2 separate regions of the Sus scrofa genome follow, and region 2 is linked to region 1. Evidence: chromatin contacts called from public Hi-C data. All regions are on one chromosome and are shown on one strand. Each heading gives the region's core, a stretch centred on a gene start, on an enhancer-like site or on the middle of the called end of the contact. The rest is flanking DNA. Distances are from core to core; before and after follow the strand shown. Region 1 has its middle 40 kb from the start of CD28. Region 2 has its middle 68 kb from the start of CTLA4.

What was found. Hi-C and Micro-C count contacts between places; a contact is called where the count stands out from the background.
Region 2: a Hi-C map of liver shows a contact between it and region 1, with 4 times the contacts expected there. The contact joins two enhancer-like sites. A contact is called at or near these places in 8 of 47 Hi-C or Micro-C datasets (embryonic fibroblasts, fetal skeletal muscle, fibroblasts and 3 more) and 1 of 2 datasets of contacts at active chromatin or transcription factors (skeletal muscle).

The regions. Positions count from the first base shown.
Region 1 is chr15:107,084,009-107,091,820 of Sscrofa11.1, forward strand. No RefSeq gene overlaps it. Among named protein-coding and RNA genes, the nearest start is that of CD28, 40 kb to the right of the region's middle. Within about 2 kb of position 4,018, at least 29 of the 83 cell types and tissues checked have an H3K27ac peak or open chromatin away from gene starts, as enhancers often do. A contact at or near this core is called in liver, where this site is marked.
Region 2 is chr15:107,211,352-107,219,163 of Sscrofa11.1, forward strand. No RefSeq gene overlaps it. Among named protein-coding and RNA genes, the nearest start is that of CTLA4, 68 kb to the right of the region's middle. Within about 2 kb of position 4,385, at least 10 of the 83 cell types and tissues checked have an H3K27ac peak or open chromatin away from gene starts, as enhancers often do. A contact at or near this core is called in liver, where this site is marked.

The DNA.
Region 1 (7,812 bases), core at 2,768-5,267:
AAGTTGGGAATGCCTTTTAGACCCTCTTGTCCTTTAGTTTATAAACATGGAATCACTAGTAAAGAAAGAAGAACAAATTAAGCGTACAGCATGTTTCTTCCAGGTACTTGGGCTCTTTGGCATGAAGCCAGATTACAAGTCAGCAGAATTGTCTTAGAAATGCCCTCAAAGTCAGTGATATTTTATTCCTTGTTGCCTCTAGAGTGGACATAAATAAAAAGCATAGATCTTCGTTTTCCCTGCTAGAATGTCCTTTAAAAGGTGAATGAAATCTTTGGCTCTTTTTGACTGTCTCTGTGTTGAAGAACAAGAAAACCAAGTCCAACCCCACCCACATCCATTGTCTTTGACATGGTTATAGGTTTCTGATGAGGACAAGTCCACAAAGCAAATTCAGATCTAGGATCTGACAGAGAAAAGATTTAGTTCAAAGTGAGTTATGATTACTTCAATAGAAATATATTTTGAAATGTGATTTCTGAAATGTGTCATTTTATGATATGCAAGTCTAGAAGGAAATATTATTCTCCTTCCCCCAAATAAGGTCATATTTCTTTTTTTTTAAATTACAAAAATAATAGGTTGATGCAGAAAATCCAAGCAGAGTATGTAGGGTATTAAAAAAATACTTAAATGTATTTAAAAATAAAGTCATCCTAATACCCGAGAAATATTAACATTTTGCTAAACATTCCTCTTGTCATCCCTCTATGTATTTATTTGGCCCATCTCTGTTGGTATGTGTGTATTTATATAAATGACATAATATTTTTTGTACTTTGTTTTTTACTCAACAATCTGTTATGGAGATTTTCTTTCCTTTAATAAGTATCAAAATTCCTTTTAACAGCTACAGAGCTGCCCATTGTGTGGATCTACCAGAATTTAACTAATCCCCAAGTAATGGACATTAGATTGTTTCCAATTTATGATTATAATAAGCAAGGGCTGAGTTAACATTCATATTCATGTATCTTTATCTGTATCTGAAGAACTGGCCAGTAAAGTAGATAAGTTCCTAAAAGTCTGCTCCATGTCACTTGTTTGCTTTCCCAAAACTTTTCCTTCTAAATTTTACCCATTTTCATTGCTACCAACAGCATCAGAAACTATGGAAGCGGATCTTTCAGTTCAGTAACTTGAAAGTCTTTGAATATGCAGTATTAATATACATGAATTTGGCAAAGGGTGTGAAATGTTCTCACTGAATAGACTGAAACAGATGTGATATTAATGATTAGCAGGCAAAACAAGTCTTTCCAACTGTTTGCCAAGCTGTCAGAAAAAATTTTCTTCTTCCTCCACACTGTTACATGCAATACTTTGTATACACCTCTATTGCAACATATCATTTTGCCTTCTATCTTAGGTGTTTTTCTAATTAAAATGTGAGCTCCTTGAAGGCAGGCTCTGTTTTGTAAGGGTGCTAGGATCTGATAAACTGTGTCTGTCCCTCAGTAAACTCTGTGGATGGATAAACAAGCACAACATTTTCTATTTGCTTCTTTCTCATTTGGCGGCTTCCATCTCCCTCTTTTCTTTTGGCTTTTGAAAGAGAAGAGTAATATTTGCCCAGGGCAAACAGACTTGGAGTTTGGGAGGCAGCATTGTGTAATCGATGTTAAATCAGCCTCCTTTAACTTTTGGCTTTCTGATTTGTAGCTCTATAACCCTGGGCAAATTGTGAAACTCCTCTAAATCCTAATTTCCTTCTCTGTAAAATGAAGATAATAGGTTCAACTTCAAAAAGTAGAGATTAAAGGAGATCATGTTTTAAAACCTCTAGGATGGTGCCTGGTGTAACACTTGGTAAATAGTAGCTGTAATTATTATTTCCTCAAAGGAACAGATATACTAAAACAAAACAAAACAAAACAAAAACCCTATCTGTCAAACAAAATAAGATGTCATTGGCTATTTCGCCTTCCCCTCTAGTGGGCACACCAACTTCTAAACTGGAGGCAACCAGAAGCTAAACATTAATAGAGATTAGGTCTGAGACTCTTAGCAAAATCAGTCTGTCACATGTCTGTAGATAAAAATTGGGGGTTTTATTTTCAAAACTGAAAGAGGTGCTCAGAGTATTGAAATAAGAGAAGAATAGGATTGGGCCATGTAGGAATAACCAGAGAGTATTTTATTAGGTCTCTTGCCTAAAGTACCACATTATCCAACTACTGGGAATTTTTTTTTTTTTTTAATGTTAGAGTTGAACTATCGTGATCTTTGTTCTTTCCTAACCAGCAAATGACCTGTTGTAATGACAACCTTTGGTTTTCAGCAGGCTTGCCTAGTTACTATACTTGAGCATATATGCCTGAGCTAATTTTCCATTTAACTGCTGAGGCTTTAAAATGTGGAAACGCCTCGTGGGCCTCTTCATTAAAGTGTTGGCCTGGTTTCTGCTGCTGGAGACAGCTGAGAAAAATTCAGCATGTGTCATATTTTCAAGACTTTCTTCCCTCCACCTAAATTTCTTGTATATTAAGATGGGTGTAAACAATGAGTGCTCTTCTATAAATCAGTGGCAACAAAGATGGCAACATCTTCTGCACATAGTGAGTGTTGCAATTTTGGGTCAGAGACAACTCCCTTTGAAAAGGCAGAATTAAAAAAAAAAAAAAAAAGATGAGCAAAATATATACTTCAGGAGACCAAATGGAATATCCTCTTCTGTGGATGCAGAGATACACTCTCCCTCTTCCCCTAAGGAAGCCAGATCCTGCATCATTTTTTTCTGCTCACGACTCAGCAGAAACACAATGCTTCATTTTATAGAGGCTGATTACAACACAATGACAGCACTATAATTTCCTTCAGGGTGAAATACTTCACTTGGCTTTAGGCCAGCTGAGCTCAGTGTCACTTAGCACTTCTGCAACTTCTGACACAGGCAAATACCTTCACGTGGGTGCATGCTGTATTCCTTTAGGAAGCATTTTTTAAAACATTGTCACAGCAACTCATTCGAATCAGCAGTTGGGGTTTTGCACGTGACCAGATTTCTTTTCCCTGATGCGGACATTGGAATAGCCCATAAACCACTGAAAGTGACTGTGCCACCCACTTCTTCTGAGGCCAAAGCGGTCATGAAATGAGTTTGGTGTGCAGAGGACCTTTTGGTTCTTTCGTCAGAGGAAACCTATAATTGTAAAATTCCTCCTTGGTTCCATCGTTCACATAGACCTAAGGAGTGTTCCCTTGTCTTTTTCTGATTATGTGGGATGTGGTCAGTCTTGATGTTGTGTTGAAGAAGTTATAGACAGTTAAGTAAACATCTTAAGGAAAAAGCTAAGATCTAAAGCTAGGAACACTTCACATATTTGTCTATTAAGAAAAAAAAGATACTCCCCCCCTCCCCCGACAAAAAAAAGCCTCTTTCCTACCCCACCCCCAACACCTGTCTCCTTGTTATCACTGTGACTTTGCCCCAGGACACTGTCTCTACATAAAAGTTGGGTAATTCTTACTTCCTGAACGGGACCTACCTAACTGCTGGCACGTAATAGTCATCTCCCACATGGACAGGCCCAGTGGCTGCTGTGTGACGGGAGGGGACATATGAGAAGGGTGAGGGAAGGACAGCTGTGGAGCAGGTCTTTGATCCAACAGCAAAGCTAAGACCAGCCAATTAGACATCACATTCTCCTTTGGCAATCTGACCTGACAAGCGTGCCACAACTACTTCCAAAGACTTCCCTCTTTTTGGCTTAGATTGGGGGTGGGATGAGGATAGAAAATGAGAAGTCCAAAGGGGAAAATGACGTATTTGTTTCTTCACCTATTTATTGACTCCAAACAACAAACACTTACTACATGGTCTTTAGGGGATCAGGTGCTGTGCTCAGTGTTTCACATGCAATTTCTCTTAATTCTCACAATCCCATCAAGGAGATGAGTTTCAATCTTCATTTAGCAATGGAGAAAACTAAGCCTTTGGAGAGGTTGAGAAACTTGCCCAAGGTCACACAGATAAGAAGCAAAGCTGGGACAGTATCCTGCTCTGGGGACAAGCCTGTGCTCTTCACCACTGTGCTACACTGCCTCCCTGTGTTAGAACATCTTTAATCTTTTCTCCCCAGGATGGAGGAAGCTAAGCAGAAAAGAAACCTGTTAATTGGTAGATGTTTGGAAGGATGATTTCTTTGTCATTATATTGATGCTATAGTATTTATAGTAGAGTATGTCGAATTGTTACGTTTATATGAAACAGCGAGGAAACTTAAAGAGGCTTGAACAAAGTAATTCAAGCTGTTTGATTCTAACATGTGATTATAATGATCTCTTTCTGTTGGCCTCTGTCTGTCTGGCTTTCTGAAGTGATCTTTTGTTTTGCAGGAACAGTTGTTACTGAGCAATACCAGCTGCAAGGGAACAATTCCTGACATTACCTCCTCCCTGCTCTCCTCTTTCTTCCCTCCCCACAACCTCCGGTCCTGGCAAGTGCTATTATTTTGAATGGATATGATTGGCAGGGACGGGAAGCTCTCACATTTATTTCTGTGATACAACTTATTGAAGCAAAAGCTTACTCCAAAAGAGGCCCCAGCCCTGTATCAGGTTCAGACACAAACCTTCAGGGGAGAAAAGGGCTGCCAATACGATTTAGTTGGAAGATGGAAAACAGAGGGAAGAGGAACACTTTGGGAAATTTTGAGCTCTCTGATGTTCACAGTCTCCTCTTTTTGGCATCCTGAGAGATAGTTATGTCGCAGAGCACAAGCTGCAATAAAGAGAGTATCTAGGATCATATAATGTCTTCTGATGGAGATGTTAGATTTAGGGTTGGTCTAATTTACTTTGACTTTATTTCTGAAAATTGCCTCTGGGATGCAGAATCTGTCCTTAAATTAAAGCGTTCGCTTAATTTCATATTTCCTCTGAAGGAGTAGGTTCACATAACCAAAATCAGATAATCATAGATAACCCAAATCTGTATGTATCCCCAGGTCTTTTACAAAAGTATAAAGCCTTCTGTTGTATTGAAGGTTCTCAATCTTCTGTGTTTGTAGCATACTTTCAAGTGCTGGAATTGTTGGAAACACAAATGAAGGGCTTCAAAGAATCAAAACTATGCCACCATCTCAAGTATGATAAAACCGATCTCATGGTGTCCATAAAAATAACTAGAGCAGAGCACAGCTTGTGTGATTGCTTTTCGGTGCTCTGTCTAGGTTCAAGGACAGCTGTTTACTGCCCTGAACTTGATGTCTGATATGTTTGTGGAACAAACTGTTTACATGTTTCAGAAAATATACCGTCTTTCTTTGTGGCTGGTCCTGCTATTACTCTTTGCAAGATGAATCCTGGCATCTCAGTAACAGTATGTGTACTCAGTGGCAGCAGATATGATTTTTTTTCAAAATTTGGTAAAGTGTTCAGATTCTGGGGTGCCATAGCATCCAGTTTGAAAACCATTGCCTTATGTACTTGCAAGGTAAATCAGGATAAAAGGAAGAGCAGATGGAGAAAAGAGAAATGCATCTGAGGGAACTGCCCAAATGGCCCTCCCCTAGCAGATTAAAGCAAATATTTAGGCTTCTCTGGGTGGGTGACAATGCTTTTCATGTTAGTGACATTCAGGGTTGGCTGCTTGGGCGGGGGTGGGGAGCACTTAGACATGACGTAGCTTGGTAAAGTCTGGATAATTAATCAAGAATTCCAGTGGATTTTATAGTTTGATTATTTAGATGTGGATATGTGGAAAATATTAAATATGTATACTTCAAAGTTGTCAGTTGTTGGGTATTAAAGGAAGGATCCAGTTGGCAAGTGCCTGGCATGCATTTAGAGAAGCTTGTGGCATTATCACTCTATGTTCAAAGCTACCCAAGTGATTTGAAGGTGATTAGGCAGGTTTATTTTATTCATATGCACATGAATTTAGGAATTTGGATGGGAAACTTTCTTTCTTTCTTTTTTTTTTTAAAGCATATGTTTGAAGTTGATCCCAAATACTGCAGAATTCATTCCTCAACTTTCTTAGTATGATTAGCAAATGTAAGTCTGAGTAGTTTTGAGAAATGGGCCAGAAGGGGAAGGGATAAATAAAACCCAACATATTTCGGAGTTAGCCTGTGCCTAATGCTTACATGCAGTGTGGTTGGGATAAAACTACCTGGTTCAAACATTTGTTGATAGTCTACCACATACCAAATCTAAATCCTAGGCTCCGGGAATAAAATAGCAAATAAGACAGATATGTTCCCATTGTCACTGATCTTAAATTTTAGTGGGGGAGCCAAATAATAAACAAGTATACAAATAAATATATGACATGGCAAATGGGGAGGAATAGAGAGTCACAGGGTGAGAAGGAGCCACCAGTGCTAATTCCTAATGGGCAGGTAGGGAAGGACAGCTGACAAGGTGAAGTTTGAACAGAGAACTGGTGAGCCATATGGGTGTGGCAACTCTGTTCCAGGATGAAGAACATCAAAGGCAATGAACCTGACCGAGGTGGCAGAATGATCGGCAAGCTCAATAGCAATAAGAAGACCACTGTGACTGTATCAGAGTGAGACAAGATGGCACTGGTACTTGATAAGATGAAGGGTTTGGGGAGAATCATGTTGGTCCTTGCAGATCACTGTGAGAGGAATCCACTGGAGAGTTTTGAGCAGAGGAGGGACATGCCCAGGCTTCTATTTTGGTTGCTGTGTGGGAGACATGGGGGCAGGGAGTGTGGTTAGGAGGCTGTTTTCTATAATCCAGGTGAGGAATGGTGGTGGCTTGGACCAGGGTAGCAGTGGTGGCTGTGCTGAGACGTGGTCAGATTCTGGATGAATTTTAAAGATAGAGCTGACGTGATTTGCTGCTGGATTGAATACGGAATGTGAAAGAAAAAGAGGAGGCAAAGATGGCTGTAAGGTATTTGCCACTTGGCACCCAGGGAAAGGCTACTCTCCTGTGCAGGACTTCTAGATGTGCACTGTGAATGGAACTGTTGGGGACAGGGATGAGGGCACAAGGAGGCAGGCTATGCCCAGAATGGGGATTTAGGTGGCTTGTTTCTCAGTGCTTCATTATAAATGACTCTGGCTCAATTTATCCATTTGGTATCCAGAGTCTGTAATAGTTGGGAAACCTCAAACCCAAACCAAAGTATTTTTCCCTGGAATCCTGAAGGCACTTCTAGTTACTCCTCCCAAGATTGAGAGAAGGGTACAGAGAGAACACTGTTTAAACAGCTGGAGGGCAGGCTGAAAAGTTTGAAATATTTCCTCTAGAAGAGTAAGGGTCACTTTGAAATTTGCAAAATTAGGAAGAGCATGAGGAAAAAACCCACAGTTGTTTTTTGTTTTGTTTTGTTTTTGCCATTCCTTTTAACATTGGAATTTTCCTGGCTAAGCTTGAAGGAGATGGTACTTAGGCAATGAAGATTGCACAGCAGATAATAAATATATAGAACCATGGACTCCAAGGATGATATAGATTAAAATATAAATAGATTTAAAAAGAGTTTAGGAAATTCAGGGATGGTGTATATGAAATAAATTATGAAAAGTAGTGATTCAGTTGTACCTGACCAAAATTTTTTGAGTGTATATTTGTGTATATAATTATACTGCTATTGGTGATAGAGTAATGAATAAAATACAATCTCTAGACTCAAGATTTCAGAATCGGTAGGAATGGTGACATGTGTCTAAATACAAACACTCAAACTCCTTTATAGGGCGCTATGGTAGATTGATTGCATTAATGGCTCATCCCAATGTCCAGCCTTTGCTCCCTATCTTTGTAATAACCTCCAGTTGGACTCTGGGTACGTCCGTGTGACTTGTACTGGTCCCTGGAATGTTAGCAAAC
Region 2 (7,812 bases), core at 3,135-5,634, 130 kb after region 1:
CATTGCTACAGTGACAACAACCTGGAAACAAAGTAAATGCCAAATGAATAGGAAAGAAGGATAAATAAGTTAGAATACATGCACCTCATAGCATATCACACAGTCATTAAAAGGAATGTGATTTTATTCAACTGATTTGTTGACTCCCAGGGATTGCCAGAGTATTGCCAAAGAAGGAAAGTAAGATACAGGGATCATAGCATATTATGACTCTATTTTTATAAAGCAAACAATGCCAAAAAGCCGCTATATATCTGATGATTTATGAATATTACATATGTGTATATGAATAAATATGCTTGTGTGTGGAGATAAGTATATGCAGAGTGCAGAGGGGTACACATTGATAGTTAACATGCGATAGAAAGGTGAGTGGAGAGGGAATGGGGGTGGAGATAGAAGCAGGTTAAAAAAAAAGGCAACAGCAAAAATAAAAAAGCTTTTCCTAGGAACAACAAGATCCTACTATATAACATGTGCAACTATATCCAAAATCCTGTAGTAAACATAATGGAATATGAAAAAGTATATAAATATATATAAGTATGTAAGTATATATCTATAATTGAATCACTTTGCTGTACACCAGAGACTAACACAGCACTGTAAATCAACTATACTTCAATACAGATAAATAAGTAGGAGTTCACTTGTGGCACAGTGGGTTAAGGAGCCAGCATTGTCACTTTACGGTGGTGTGGCTTTGATCCCTGGCCCAGGAAATTTCGCCATGCTGCAGGCATGTTCAAAAACAAACAAAGATACAACCCCACAACCCCCCCAAAATAAATAAATAAATAAATAAATAAATAAATAAATAAATAAATAAATAAAATGAAACCAAGTAAAAGCCCCCCAAAGACTTTTCTAAAATGGTCCAATATGCAAAATATAATTCTATTTATGTTAGAGGATGTATATGTGTGCATTTTTGTATAAATAAATAATTTTAAGCAAATCCCAAACGCCATATAACTATCTAGAAATATTTCCGTATGAATTTCCAACGTGTATCTCTATACTTGCTTGTGCTGGTATCATGAGCCAGGAAAAAGGAGGATAGGTGCATACCAGATTATTATTGTCAGTTATCTTGGGGGGTGGAAATGGAGAAGTTGTTGGCACAGGGATATAATTAGCTTAGCTTTTTTATTGTTTCACTTGTTGCAATAAGCATGGAAAAACTAGCAATTTGGTCTTTGATTGGCTGTAGAATTGGAAGACACCTTAGCAATATCTGCCGTATCTTCTCTCATACTCAAGCAGCATGTTTGAGCAGCTGGGAACATGAATTATTTAAAAAGAAAAATATTAGTGAGGAAACAATTTTTTAAAAAATCAAACCTGTTAAAGTTAAGATGACCTATGGTCAGTCTGCACCTAAGGAAATACATCTATCTACATTCTTTGCATTACATACTTTCAAGTAGATATCCTTAAATGCTCCAATTGCTGGATGTACAGATTTTGTCTCAAATAATATAGCAATAGATATCTTTTTCATATTTCATTAAAAAAGATGTTTAAAAGGTGGCCCCAAACTTCTCAAATTTAAATGTTAACAGAAACAAAGAATGATAGACTGGAAATAACCTTACCTTCCCTAAAAAAAAAAAAAAAAAAAAAAAAAGGAAAGAAAGAATAAAGAAGGAAATCAAAAATTATGCATAGAAAGACTAGAAGGAAATATTGTACAACACAATGCTAACAGTGGCTGTCTTTCAAAAGAGATATCATATGTGTTTATAAATAGTACTTTCTATTATTTTCTGTTTTGTTAAACTTTTTATAATTAGTTGGCAATATTTTTATAACAAAAAAATCTAAAAAACTTAAAAAATACTTTTCTAATTCAAGTGCTAAAGTTAATTTTGACACAAAGCCTTTATAAGTATTGTGTAGAGGTCATTCTTTGACTATTTCTGGAGTTACATGGATTTGTGAAATATTAAATAAGGGCAGAAATATATAAATATATATATTGTCAGTAAATTGTCTTTAGTTGGGTCAAAAATATGTTTTCAGAAAAAATCTGTAAGAAATTGCAGACAGAAAAATATGAGAATTCTGTGAAATTTTGGATCCACTATCAGGAAAATTTCAACCTGGCATGAGGCATTGAAGAGAAGAAAAAAACGTTGTTATTTCTAAACCAATATGAAAATAGTAGAAACATTACCAGACCAACTTTAGAACAGTCCACATCCCCTTTCATTAAAATAATTAATTTCTTTCATTCACTCTCTTTTGTTCATTCATTCATAGATTCATTCACTAAGTTAGGCAATTTAACCTCTGTAAACAGCAGTTTCCTTATGTGTAAAATGGGGATCCTATGGAGTACTAGTTATCCTGTTACAGAGTATTTCTGAAGGGTAAGAAGGATAATGAATACAAAGTTCTTGGAGCGTAATAGGTACTAAAAAAATAGAACCTGTTATTGCTCTTATTATTATTACCCTCGCCAAAAGGTTTCACAACTATTCCACTGAGGAGAAATTAGCACCAGAGTGTGTTAAATGCCACTTAAAATTAACCACTTATAATTAACAGCGTAAAACACTGTGTGTGTTTTATCCCAAAAAGTAGACTCAGTATTTCTGTACAATTTTAAAGCTAATATTTGTTACCTTTGTCAAATCCTTAATTGAAAGATGCCTTTGATTTCTAAATCGGGATAGCCTATATTTTCATTAATTCTGCTGCTGAGACAGGCCAGATCCCTTGCCCAGAGGTGGCTGAAAGCCTTCTTTCTTGTAAGAGAATCACCTTTTACAAGTGAGGCAAAGACATGGACCCTTCAAATCTTTCCAAAGTCTGTCGTTTAGGCTTCTTGATAGAAACTGCTGGTGCTGGTTTTTCTGTAAGTACCTGGTAACAGTAATCATGTGTGCCAGGGCCTAATGCATCCCATGGCCACTTGGAATAGCAACAAGGATCTCCAGATGGAAGGATGCTGCAAATGAGGTTTATATAGTTAAAAGAACATTTGAAAGTCAGGGGATACACGTGTACTTTATGTAAATCCGAATTCAATTTAAATAAACACCATGGCCTTCTGGCACCCAGTAAAGGAAGGCAGCTCAGACACATATTCCCATCAGGTGGTAACTCTTATTAGCTGGAGTTGACTAAACTTTAAGCGAGTATGGAGAGTTCTTGGAATGGCCAGCTGTCAAAAATGGTAACTATTATTTCTGTTATTCTCAGCATAATGATCATCATCATCATTGCCCTGTGGTTATTATCTGAGGGCTCAACCAAGAAAACTTGCCCAGACCTCATTCTTGTTAATTGCAGGATGAATTTAGTGCAAGGGAAGCTGCCTTTCTAGTTATAAAATCTAATTTAGGGAGCAAAGGGATTGTGACATACGGAGATATCCTGTCCCTGCCCCCCCGCCCAATCCATGTGCTGGCAGCTCTTTTTCTGTCCTAGAAATTGTTGTGTTTTAGAACTGCTATTCTTAATGCCTACCCTCCTGTGATGCTGGGATACACAGGTGCTACTTCCATTGAATGTATCCAGATTTGATAAAACACAGCCAATTTTGGTGAAGCAAAGCACATAATAGTTCATGAGTGCCACAATTATGTGCTGTTTGCCAGAAGTGATAAGTGCTTTAGTTTGGGTCCTCTCTGAAGCAGAGCCTAAGGTAAGAACTAGGGTATGGGTAGTTTATTTGGGAGATGATCCTCAGAAGCAGGAGTGAAGGAGTGGAGACAGTGAGGTGGGAAAGGAGGAAGAGCTCGCATAAGAGTATATTATTGAGGCACATTAAGCAATGGGCCAGATTGTCCCGGAACCTGGGAGAAGCATACAGAATGCCTGTCAGAATCGTTCATCTGAAGGACTGTCACCAGCCCTTCATTGTTGAGGTTTTTCTTTGAGCTTAATTACCCTGAAATTCTGGGTTTATGCTTGCACAGAGTTGGGGTGGTATTTAGAGGAGGCCAAAGGGTAAAATAAACGCAAAAACAAACAAGGAGTGGGAGGCACTGAATGAATGGTGTAATAAAGACTTTAAAAAAAAAATCTGCACTTCCATACAAGCAATAAGAACTGTCAATATCAGCTTTTTTAGAACTCTGAAAATTAATTAAAGGCTTACAATAATCCAAGGAGTATTTATTAAAGCAAAATAGCCAAATCTTAAGTAAAAACAGCAAGATTCTGGGACTCCAAGGAGGACCACAAAATTGAAGAGGAAAAACTGGTTAATTAAATGTCCTCAGGGGATTTTTAAAGGTTCTGATATATTCCAGCGAATACAGAACAGGGCTGTGCATATACTCAAGAAAGTCCTCGAAGGCCCTAGCTCTCCCCTTGCGTTGATCTCAAGGCTCTGTACAAGCAGGAAATGAAAGCAAAAACATAGCTGGTAATGTTCTGCTAGAGTGTTGAAGGTGTGCCCCAACACAAACACACAGCCTGTAGGCAAGGTCTTGGAGGCTCATTGGTTCAAGGCATTTAAGGAAATTTCTGTCTAATTATTAACTGATCACTAAGCTAACAGAGCAGAGACTCCAGTGGCTGCATGGGACAAAGGATACAGACTTTGCAGAATAAGTTCATGAAAGTCATCAAACAAACAACAGCAACAAACCCTGGAAAGTAGGGGAATCTGACTTCCAGAGGTGGCACATTATGTTATTTAAAATGTTCAGCTTTTAGCAAAAAAAAAAAAAAAAAAAATATGAGACAGGCAAAGAAACAAAAAAATATAACCAACACACAGAAAAACAAACAAACAAAAACAGCCAGTAGAAATTGCCCTGAGGAAGCCCAGATGTTGTACTTACTACACAAAGACTTAGTAACCATAAATATGTTAAAAGAATTAGCAGCCATAAATATGTTCAAAGATATAAAGAAAACCATGTCTAAAGAATTAAAGGAAAGTATGAGAATGATGGCTCACAAAATACAGAAAATTAATAAAGAGTTAGGAATTATAATGAAAGAACCAAATAGGAATTCTGGATATGTTAACTTTTTTAAAAAAATTAAAAACAAAAGAAATTCTGGAGTTGAAAAGTACAATAATTGAAATCAAAAAATCACTAGAGGGGATCAAGAGCAGTTCTGAATTGGAAGAAGAAAGAATTAGTGAACTTGAAAGCAAGCTAATTGAGATTATCTTATTTGTACAACAGAAAGGAAAAGAGAAAAGAACACAAGTGTCCCCAGAGACCCATAGGATTCTATCAAGCAGATCAACATGTACATAACGGAGATCCCAGAATGGGAGGAGAAAGATATAGGGATAGAAAGAATATTCCATGAAATAATTTAAAAAACTTTCCAAATTTGATGAAAAACATTTATCTACACATTTAAGAAGCTTAAAAGTCTCCAGACAGGATAAACTCAAAAAGATGGAGTTTTGAGTTTAGATACATACGTCGTAGTCAAACTTTTGAAAAACAAAGACAGAAGAGAGTATTGAAAGCAGCAAGAGAAAAGCTTGTACCATCATGTACCTCTTGCACCAGGGATGTTCATAACAGCACTAATCATAACAGTCAAAAGGTGGAAAGAAATGTATGGATGGATGGATGGCGAAAAATAATGTAGCATCGCTATATAAAAACAATATTATTTGGCCACAAAAAGGATTGAAGTTCTGAAACATGTTACAACATGAATGAATCTTGGAAACATTTTGCTGACTGAGAGAAGCCAGTTACCCAGACCACCTGTTGTATGATTACTATGAAAAGGCCAGAATAGACAAATCCATAGACCTAGAGAGTCAGTTAGTGGTTGACAGAGGTGGGGAGAATCAAGAATGGAGAGTGACCTAGAGAGGATGGAATTTATTTTGCGGCTGATGAAAATGTTCTAGAATTAGTGGTATATGATACACAGCATTGTGAATATATTGAAATTCACTGAATTGATATTTTTTAAGAAAGTGGATTTTGTGAAATGTGAATTTTGTTTCAGTGAAGCTCTTACTAAAAAAAATCAAGAAAACTCTTTGGTAGGTGCTTGAAGTGGGTTACTGCCAGTTGAAGATGAATTCGTGTTCACATGAAACTGCCCACCACCAGCATGCTGAAATCAGGGGTGAGTTGAGGGGAAGTGATATGCAACATCAAAGAAATCTGCTATAGGAGTCTGAGACAAGATGATGAGCTGCAGGTTATGTGTTCTTCCTAGAGGTTTAGGAGTGAATTTGTGCTTTGTCCTCCCACTCAAGCAAATACAAGGGGGAAAACAATAAATGGAAGTGGAGTAATTGACAGTTGAGAGCACCTTGATCCCTAGAATTAATTTTTAATTACAAGTCTGAATTTTACATTCTGAATACAAACTTGAACTTTAATAATCTAAAAAAATCCATAATAAAACTTTTTTTTCTTTATAAAATATCTTGTGGCAGAGAGTAGCCTGATGAGAGCACGGTAGGGAACCAGGTCATCTATTTCAGTGAATTCCACACTTTAATTAATAAGCAGAAGAGTTACTTGAGAAGCTATGAAAATGTTGAGTTTGGATCTTTCCTACTTTCTAAACTCCCTCCATCTCTCCCCACCTCCGCTAGAGTGTGATTCAGTAGAATAGGGAGGGACCAAGTATCTGCACTGCCAAAAAGCACCCCTGCTCTTCTGAAGCAGGAGGTCTGTGGATCTCAGATGGATAAACGCTGATCTTGTCCAACTCACTAGTTTTACAGATGAGACACATGAGACAGAGAAAAGAGAAAATGATTTGTTTAGGAACACACAAGAAAGGCAGAGGTATAGAGTGAGAGTCTAAATTCAGGCCTTTTCACTTGCAGTTTTGTGATCTTTCCTCTTTGTCACAGTCTTTATATATTTGGGTTAGAACAGCCCTGCGCTCACTGCTCAGAGGTGTCCAGGGAGGCAGTGGACCACATATCAGGGAGCATTAAAGCCACCCCACATCTGCCCCTGGCTTGGGCAATAAGAATCTGTGCTGCCATTGCACATACTAAGCATCTTGTGCAGAGCACCAGAATGTGAGTAATGCCACTGTGGCCACCATGAGAGAGCCAGCGAAAGAGATGATGTGTTTAAAATATGACAGAGAGTGGTAACCCAAAGACCGGTAATTATTCATTTCCTCTTGGACCAGAGCTACACAGGGCTAAGCATTCACATATTTTTGAACATGTGGATCACTGATTTAAGCATTCAGTTTCCTGCTGGCATCTGACATCATGAAACCACAACTGTAGTTCCAATTCAAAGTTAAAAATAAACTTGGCTACAAAGATCAGAGATAATGGAAGGTATGAGACAGGGTATACTCTTCGAGGATAAAAGATTAGCCTTGAAACTATATTACTATAATTTGAAACCACTGGGCTGGAATAGGGGCATGAGAAAGGGGGCACTAGGAGGAGAAAGCCTCACGGACAAAGGCATGGTAGCATGGGAAAACATGGTGCATGAGAGAACTGGGAAGAATAGGGAGTTTGTTGTGGCTGGGTGAAGGAAAGAGAGGTGGGGAGAGAGGGAGGTAGAGAGGGAGAGAGGGAGAGAACTGGCAGGGATGGGGAGGGGTGTGGACCCTGAGACATGAGGTCAAAGTGGGAGGCAGGATCTTGATCACTTAAGAAACTTGGACATCATCTTATTGACACTGGGGAACTGTAGGAGGATTTCAAGTGATAGAATTACAGGCGAGAACGATCGCTTAGGTTAGAATATGGAAAGAAGTTGGAAAGGGGGTCCAGAAATGGAGACAAGTTAGAAGTGTTGAGAGCCTGAACTAAGGGAGAGGTTAGCTGGGAAGACATCCCATCCCTAAGGATGACCACTTTCAGTTGCTACCACTGGC